Linked DNA regions of Mus musculus: region 2 is linked to region 1. Evidence: chromatin contacts called from public promoter capture Hi-C data. All regions are on one chromosome and are shown on one strand. Each heading gives the region's core, a stretch centred on a gene start, on an enhancer-like site or on the middle of the called end of the contact. The rest is flanking DNA. Distances are from core to core; before and after follow the strand shown.

Region 1 (4,122 bases), core at 527-3,026:
ATCACCGAGGGAAGTAAGGACAGGAACTCAAGCAGGGCTTAAACCTGGAGGCAGGAACTGATACTGAGGCCATAGAGGGATACGGCTTACCGGCTTATTCCTCATGACTTTCTCAGCCTGCTTTCTTATGAACCCAGACTTGCCAGCCAAGGAATGATAACACCACAGTGAGCTGAGCTCTCACCCACCAATCACTAACTGAGAAAAGGCCTTACAGACCTGCCTGTAGTTTCTTAATTGAGGTTCCTCCTCATAGATGACTTCAGGCTTTGCGTCAAGTTAACATAAAACTACCCTGAACATCTTCTGAATCTTCCTACCAGCCCTCCTACCATATCCTTTATAAAGTTGTTTTCATAATCCAAATGCCTAAATGGCCAATAAACTGTTAGTCCTTTGTATCACTTAATGCTGAGAAAACTTTCTGGTAAAAAGACTGTGATAACTATTGATCGATTTCTATATTGAGCTTTCCAGATGAGAATGGCATTTCATGGGTACAACCAAGTGCCTTAGTATGTTGAGAACAGAGCCGAGAGAAACGCATTGGCTCTCACCTACCTTTATGCAAACATGGCTTGGTTTTCTTTAGAAACTATTTGTTCAAATTATATCAACATATCCTTTGTAAAACTTAATAGATGCTATTTGAAGGAGGACAAAACCACCACAGAAGGCTACCACATTAAAGCAAACTAAAATAAATCCAACAGCATCTCTGGAGAGTTTCCCTTTCAAATACCACTGTCATCTTCACATCTAACCTCTAACCTGAGAAGTTACCTTACTTTTTCAGGTTGCCAGCAGAAAGACAGCGATCAGCCGGCCAGATCTGTGGATACCTCAAAGATTCTACTCTCATCTCAGATAAGTGCGATAGCTGGAAATATTTTATCTGTGAGAAGAAGGCATTTGGATCCTGCATCTGAAAGATACAACTCAAAGCTACCTGTTACACAAGTGTTTGAAAGAGGCCAAAGAGCAAACACAGGAGGAGATTGATGTGAGACTATGAAGGCAAGCTTGATTTTTTATTTACACTTGGCAATAGTCTGTAACGCTTTGCAGATTTCAGTTGACCTTGTCCATTGTGCCAAGGAAAAAATTGATTTAGAGCTACAGAAGATCTGACTCAGTGAGAACAAAGAAGAGAAAATAATTTCCTGTGTGTTTGAAAGTCCAAAGTGACGATCCATACCACACCGAGATCTAGCTGTCCTTGTGGGAGTTTTTATGCAATCCTTGGTTTGTACTTTTAGTAAACAATTCTATCTACTATACTTACAACTGACAAAATTTTCTTCAGGTCACCTTCCAGTAATTATAGATCATAAGATCACACACTGAGAGGAGAGAGATGGATTTCTAAACTGTAGTATTACCACCAATCATACGCCAGGGGTCCTTTGGCTCTAGGTAAAAATGAGCAGAATGGGGACCTCCAGTGTTTTTAATCTTCTTCTGAGGCCCAGGGCCTGGGGGATGACCTCACAGATATAGAGATTTACAGTTTCTAACCCTTGGAGCTAGGGGGCTATTGCTCCGGGATCTGAGTGCTCAGGTTGAAGGCTTATAGCTTTTCGTTTTAATCACTACTGGCTCTGGGTCTTGGCAGCTTTTACAATCCCTAACCTTTAGCAGCAATACCAGACAGCAGTCAGTAGCAGCAAGCAGCTCCCACTAGTGTTATAGCTCTTGGATGGCTTTAGGGTGGTGGGGCATTAACTCTGCAGTGACTACTATTACAGTCCTCTGGTCTAGAATGCAGGAATCTCCCATCAGCCCTTGTTGGCTGTTAGTGTTACAGCTCTCAGCATAGGTTTTCTGTGATCCTTGGTTCCAAAGACTGCAGCTGCTTGGCACTCTTCCAGGTCTCCAAGCCCGTGTTTCTCCTTCCTGGTTGGCCACAGTCTTCTGTCTTTACTCAGCCTTGCTTTTCTGCCTTCTCTCATTTCTCTAACTCTACCATTCCTCAGTCTCTCTGTTTCTGCTGCCCATCCTTTCTGCCATGACCCATCTCTGGAATTTTTCAGGTGTTCTCTTGTCTGTCGACTGCCACGGTAACTGCTGTCACCACTAGAGCTGCTTGCTCTGCTTGGTTGCCTTTGCTCCCATCTTGTGCTTCTGCATCTTCTCTTTGTGTTAGCAGCTCAGGCTACTCTTCTAATGCAGGGCAAAGGAGGAGAAAAAGGACCATTCGGGAAGTCTTTTATTGGTGTTAATGTTACAGCATCAGGAGTGTCAGAGGAGGGGGTGTCCTGGCTGACTCTAAAACTGAACTAAACAGCCCATTTAATAGATAAGAAGTGGGTGTAGTGCGGGTGTCTGCACCTTCACAGTAGCTCTTCAAGGACTGTGTTTGCACCAATCACAGCACAGACTCTTGTTTACAGTCACAGATCTTCCCTAGGTTCATGGTTGGAAGTGCTCCCTCTCTGGCCCAAATGAGAACTGCAGGACAGGCTGGGCCTTGGGCAATTTGCCAAAAGGCTTCCCTTGCTTAGTTAGAGTGCTGTTTTCCATAGGCTATTCCAGTTGTGGGAGCAGTCACAACTGGAGCATGTCTTCAGCCATGGGGTGGTGGTATTCTTCAGTAGCTAGAGGGGCTTCAGAGTAAAGTGCCCAAACTGCTGGCTGGACTGTCATGAGGGCAGTCTGGCCAGATGTTAGTAAAAAGGCTGCTTGGCTGATAGCTTGAATTCACGTTCACAGACAATAAAAGTGTGTTTACAATAAATACTTAATAAAACCCCAGTACATGACAATTCGAATAGCACTTAGCAGTACTTCATAAAAATGAACATTTAACAGGGTTTAACTTCTGCCCCAAAGCTGTAGAGTCATTGAGTCCCTCTGATCTGCCTCAGAAGGAACCAGGGCTTTTTCTGTCTATGGTGCTTTTCAGACTGCAGAGTTCTGCTGGGAAAGGTACTCTTTGAATTTCATGTAGGGGAAGGATTAGCATGGACATCAGCATGTCCCATTGTGTAGGTGGAGCCTTCCATCCTATTGCTCACAGATCAAACGGCTCAGTCTGCGCTGACAAGATGAACAAGATGAACAACCTAGTTCCTCTAACTGCCTGTGTCTCAACCTTCCTGCTATAAAACTGTAATACAATTCACTTCAAAATACTGCTTAAGAACACCATCCAAATATTACATGCAAACTATAAAAAATGATACTTTAGATAAGAAAGGGTAAATGAAAATGAGTGCTATCTACCAGAAGAAAAATTAGCTAATTATAGTTATCATGTTCCGTACTTATAATGTGTCATCTCTAAATCATACTACATACATAACATGCTCTTAATAAATATTTGATAAATTCAGTATGATTGTATCTAATCTTTTATTCTGACAAAAAGAAGCCTAGAGGTACAATATTTCCATCTTTCCCTTTACATTAAAAAGGCATAACTTAGATAAATGACAATAATGAAAATGATGGTAGTAATGATAATAAAACCTAATTAACTGAAGTAGCAGAAATTATTTAAAGGAAACTAGGTTTCCTTTGACTTGAAGTCATTTTTTCAGTGGCTTGGTCCTGTAGCATTGAGATGATCATGTCTTTGTCTTACTTTTATTTATTTACACTGATGAGGTGGTTTAAAAGGTGGAAGCAACACACACACACACACACACACACACACACACACACACACACACTCAAAAAAGGGAAAAGAAATTTCTTTCATTTTATGCTGATCCTGGGAGAGTCAAGAGCCCACAGACTGTCAAGGTTGTAGGCTGTTTGGTTTTCACAGCTGGCAGCTGGTAGCTAAATATACTATCCTGGAAAACAGAGGAACAATGGTGATTTTTAACAGTGAAGACTGTTTGTCTCTGAGCTTCTTCAAAGGCTTGTCATCTGGCTATGTTTAGAAAAAGGATGGGAAGCATTGACAATTCTTCCCAAAAAAAGTACAAGGAAACTGAATGCAAACATCCTGCGGCTGATGTTATCCACCCTGTATATATACGGGGCTGTATTTACAAGCCAGAGATTTGTGGACAGTGCCGCTAGCTCAGTTGCCTACACGATCGCAGGCAACCATGCTGCACTTACCCAGGTGGAGCAGTAGGGAGAGTTCTCACTGCAAACTGCCAGTGATCC
Region 2 (3,798 bases), core at 250-2,749, 2.0 Mb after region 1:
CTAGCAACACAGGGTTCTATCTTTCATTTTGTGTGGAAATGGTCCAAGGAGCATCTTGGTAGAAAGTGCCACAATGTAACACCCACAAGACCTTTAAGGAACTTTTTAGTGAGAGTGGGGAAAAAAAAAATTGGCAGGAACCAAGTTTTTAAAGCCTTGGGAAAACAAGAACCAGAGAACTGTCAGGGGTGGGGAACACCGAATGGTGTTCTATTTCTTCCACAATTATTCCTTCAGCTTTCTCGCTAGAATGGGGAGGAAGCTCAGAGAGCAGGCGAGCCCAATCGGCCCCACCCAGAAACAGTGAACATTTCTGAAGCATCCTACACCATCTGTTAACTTTCCTGTTTCGGATAGCAAACCACATGCGCACGCACACACCCTCCGGGGAGCTTATCCACCACCCACCTGCTAGGCAAGCTTGTGGAAGGCCTCACACCGGGCGTTCCTTAAGGAAGATGAGGACACCCAAATGTGCGACAAAATACAACAGCCACAGTTATAAAACCTCTGCCCCGCGCCCCGCGAAATCTCCAGTCCCCACCTTCCCTTTCCCTCCAGTAACAAGTCGTAAGTGTTTTGGACACTCGTCCTACTCCACTTCCGACTAAGTTTTCCCGGCCGTCACACCACGTGTGTTCCCACGGTGCGGGAGAGGGGATGGTGCAGCAATTGGAAGGTACTGGAGGCTCTTTGCATCTGTGGGCACAGTAAGGGGAGGCGAGTGCCCGCCCCAAGTTTCCCGGGGCGTTGCAACATCCCTGTGCCGGCATGTGGCCCGCAGGAGCATGGCGGCTGTCCCAAGCCCACGAGGGAAGGGTGTCAGAGACAGACACCTGACCCTCCCAGGCCTAGGGGGTAAAAAAAAAAAATACACCACACAATAAAATCTTCCCAAGTCACCCCTCTCGTGCCTTCCTAGTGTCCCCTCCTCCCCACCGAGGAAACGTGCTGCTTTCCCGACCCACAGCCAAGACTCCCCAGAGCTGGCCCACGTGTCCCAGCCCGCCCTGCATCCACGTCCATCCTCGCCCGCCGTCTCTCCCGGGCTGCAGGCAGGGACTCACCGAGAACTTTCTTCTCCGCGTCCTCGCCGCCCGCGGGGGCTGATGAGGCCGGGGCGGGCCCGGGGGCTGCGTCTCCGCCGGGGCTCCCCGCGAGCAGCGCGGCGGGCGCCGGGGCCTGGGGCGCGCCGCTGGCCGCCGGGCTCTTAGGCGCGGGGTCCGGGGGCGCCGCGGCGGGCGCGTCGGCCGCGGCCTGCGGGAGCGTGGTGCCGCCGGTGGTGGCCTCGCCCGCCTCGCTCATGCCGCCTCTCCGCTCTCTCCGGGCACCTCGGTGGCGGTTGGCGGCGGTTAGCGCGGTGGCAGTCGCGGCGTCCGGCTCGCTCTCGGGGAGGCCGGTGCGGATCGCGCGGCGCGGCGGCGGGCGGCGGCTCGAGGGCTGGGGACGCGCGCGCTCGCGGTCTCGCTGGATCTCCCGGCCCCGAAGATGGCCCCGCGCAAGTGCTCGCGGGCGGCGGGCGGGCAGGCGGACGCGGGGCGGGGAGAGAGAGGGTGGGGAAAGCCGCCGTAGCTGCTTATTAGCATTTAAAGGCGCCCGCGCTACTCGGCAAGGCTCCCGGAGCTGGTTAGTCCGGGGATGCGGGCACCCGGGCGAGGTCGCCGCGGAGCAGAGGAGACATACCCTCCCCAAGACGTCTTTCACCTGAGCCTGCTTCCTGAGAGGTGGAGTGGGCCCACAGCGCCTTAATAAAACAAAAACAAAAACAAAAAAAAAAACCTCCTTTACATTTGCACATCCAGCAGATACCAGAAAGTATTCTGGGCGCTGAGATAGGAACTAGAGTAACCTGGGAGCTGTGGTTAGCCCGCTCCAGTATTCCTAGTACACAAGAGGCTGAGGCTGGAATGTCATTGAGAGTAGCCTAGCTTGGGCTACTGAGGCTGTCTTTCAACTATCCCTCCTTCCAAGTAGTAACACACACACACACACAAAAAAAAAAAACAGACAAGGGGTTGGAGATGTAGCTTAGAGGATCCAGTGCTCGCATGGGTCAGTTCAAGGTCATCATGAGCAAAAGAAGTTTGAAGGCTGCAAGAGATTCTCTCCAAACAGCCATGTGCGTGCGCCGGAATACCGCCCCTACTCCCCAACAAAACAAAACAATTACTCTTATAAAATCAAAAGGCCTCGTTTAGCGACTCCACAAGTGAGAAAATTAAAATCTAGATCTTCCAGAATGACTGCAAATGCAGGGTTTACACCTGTCAGAGGCAACAGATAATAAGCTGTTAATATGTATTTAATAACCTACGTTGAAAGAGTGGAATAAATCCACATGATACCTTTTGCTCGAGTTGGCTATAATTAGCACTAAACTGGGGAAAGCTTGAGCAACTCAGAGTAAGGCCTGCAAGATGCCTCAGCAGGTAAAGGCTTGCCTCCAAACCTGACCACCTGAGTTTCTTCCCTGGACCTACCAGATGGAAGAAGATAATCAACTCCAAGTTGTCCTGACCTCCATACATGTGCCGTGGCAGCAGCATGCGGTCCCACCACCCCCATAAATGTAAAACCAAAAAACAAACAAACGAAAAATGTATGTTTGAGACAGGTTTCTCTGTGTTAGCCCTGGCTGTCTTTGAACCCGGCTCTGCAGGCCATACTAACCTCTGAGAGATCCTCCTGCATCTCTGCCCTCCTCTCCTCCTGGGGCTGAGATTAGATTAAAGTTGTGTGCTGCTCTGCCAAGCTTAAGAACATTTTTAAGGACAAGGGAACAAGAGTCCTCCTGGTCGCTAGGATGAGACCTACAACATGCAGATGACCTCTAAACACTCCCAGCAGAGGAGTCCACATTACCCTTTACAGAGTGAAGCTTAACACTTGACCAAAGAACTGAGACCTGTACCAAAGACTATCTGGAATATAGGGCCATTTTGCCCCTGCAGCTCAAAATAGTGTCCCAAAGGGGCTGTGAAAAGAGGCTAAGTTATACATGTTTTCAGTGTCTGGTCCAATGAAAGTGTTCTTTTAAAATCCCCTCTTTCCCCACATATTTACCCTCCTTTCACCCGCTACCCCCTGGAAATTGTTGATCAAGTTACCATCTGCCATCAAGATGGTAGTTCTCATGTGCAACTCAAGTTTTGGCATTTCCACTGGTTAACACAATCCCAAGCCTACAATGTGCACACAGTAAATGTTTGCAAAATGAAAACAACACAGACCAGATTATTCCACAGCCATGTACTTACCAATGAAGTTGTTATCAGTGTAGTGCATCCATGACACATACAATTTTTAAGAAACAAATGTTGGGCAGGTGAGATGGCTTAGCAGGTAAAGGTACCTGTTGCCCCACCTGATGACCTGAATTCAATTCCCAGAACCCACCAGGTACAGGGAAGAATGGACTGCAGAAATCGGTCCTCTAGCTTCCATACTTGTGCTGTGACAAACATGTCACCCATACTTACCGACACACACACAGACCTACAAATAATGAAAATGTTAAAAAGCAAATAAATGTAAATTCTGGACAGGGTTGGGGTATCTTAGCCTTGAAATACCAGTACTTGGAGATTAGAAGGAAGATCATAAATTCAAGGCCATCCTGAGCTACATAACTAAATCTCACCCCCCCTGCCAAAAAATATAGACCAAAATAAATAAGTAATCTTTAAATTTTTTAAAAAGTTTAATTGTAAGTTCTCAGTTTTTAAATAGTATCACTGCATGTTCCATACTGAAATCAAATGAAAATATGAATATGAAATGTGAATAACATTTAAGAAG

The links. Promoter capture Hi-C pulls out the DNA fragments that hold promoters and counts their contacts.
Region 2: a contact with region 1 is called in a promoter capture Hi-C map of liver, with 9 times the contacts expected there. The contact joins the promoter of Ybx3 here to the enhancer-like site in region 1. A contact is called at or near these places in 14 of 39 promoter capture datasets (the 3T3-L1 cell line, 3T3-L1-derived adipocytes, the C10 cell line and 9 more), 4 of 115 datasets of contacts at active chromatin or transcription factors (astrocytes, embryonic stem cells, large pre-B cells and 1 more) and 2 of 9 other capture datasets (adipose tissue and liver).

The regions. Positions count from the first base shown.
Region 1 is chr6:129,421,430-129,425,551 of GRCm38.p6, forward strand. It overlaps Clec9a (C-type lectin domain family 9, member a), which reads left to right. Exons shown (of 7, transcript NM_001205363.1): 7 at 797-3,335. The coding sequence ends at 929. It also overlaps a transcript of Clec12b not described here. Among named protein-coding and RNA genes, the nearest start is that of Clec9a, 15 kb to the left of the region's middle. Within about 2 kb of position 1,777, at least 103 of the 459 cell types and tissues checked have an H3K27ac peak or open chromatin away from gene starts, as enhancers often do. A contact at or near this core is called in the HPC-7 cell line, adipose tissue, liver and 1 more, where this site is marked.
Region 2 is chr6:131,386,951-131,390,748 of GRCm38.p6, forward strand. It overlaps Ybx3 (Y box protein 3), which reads right to left and starts at 1,500. Exons shown (of 10, transcript NM_139117.2): 1 at 1,068-1,500. The coding sequence starts at 1,305.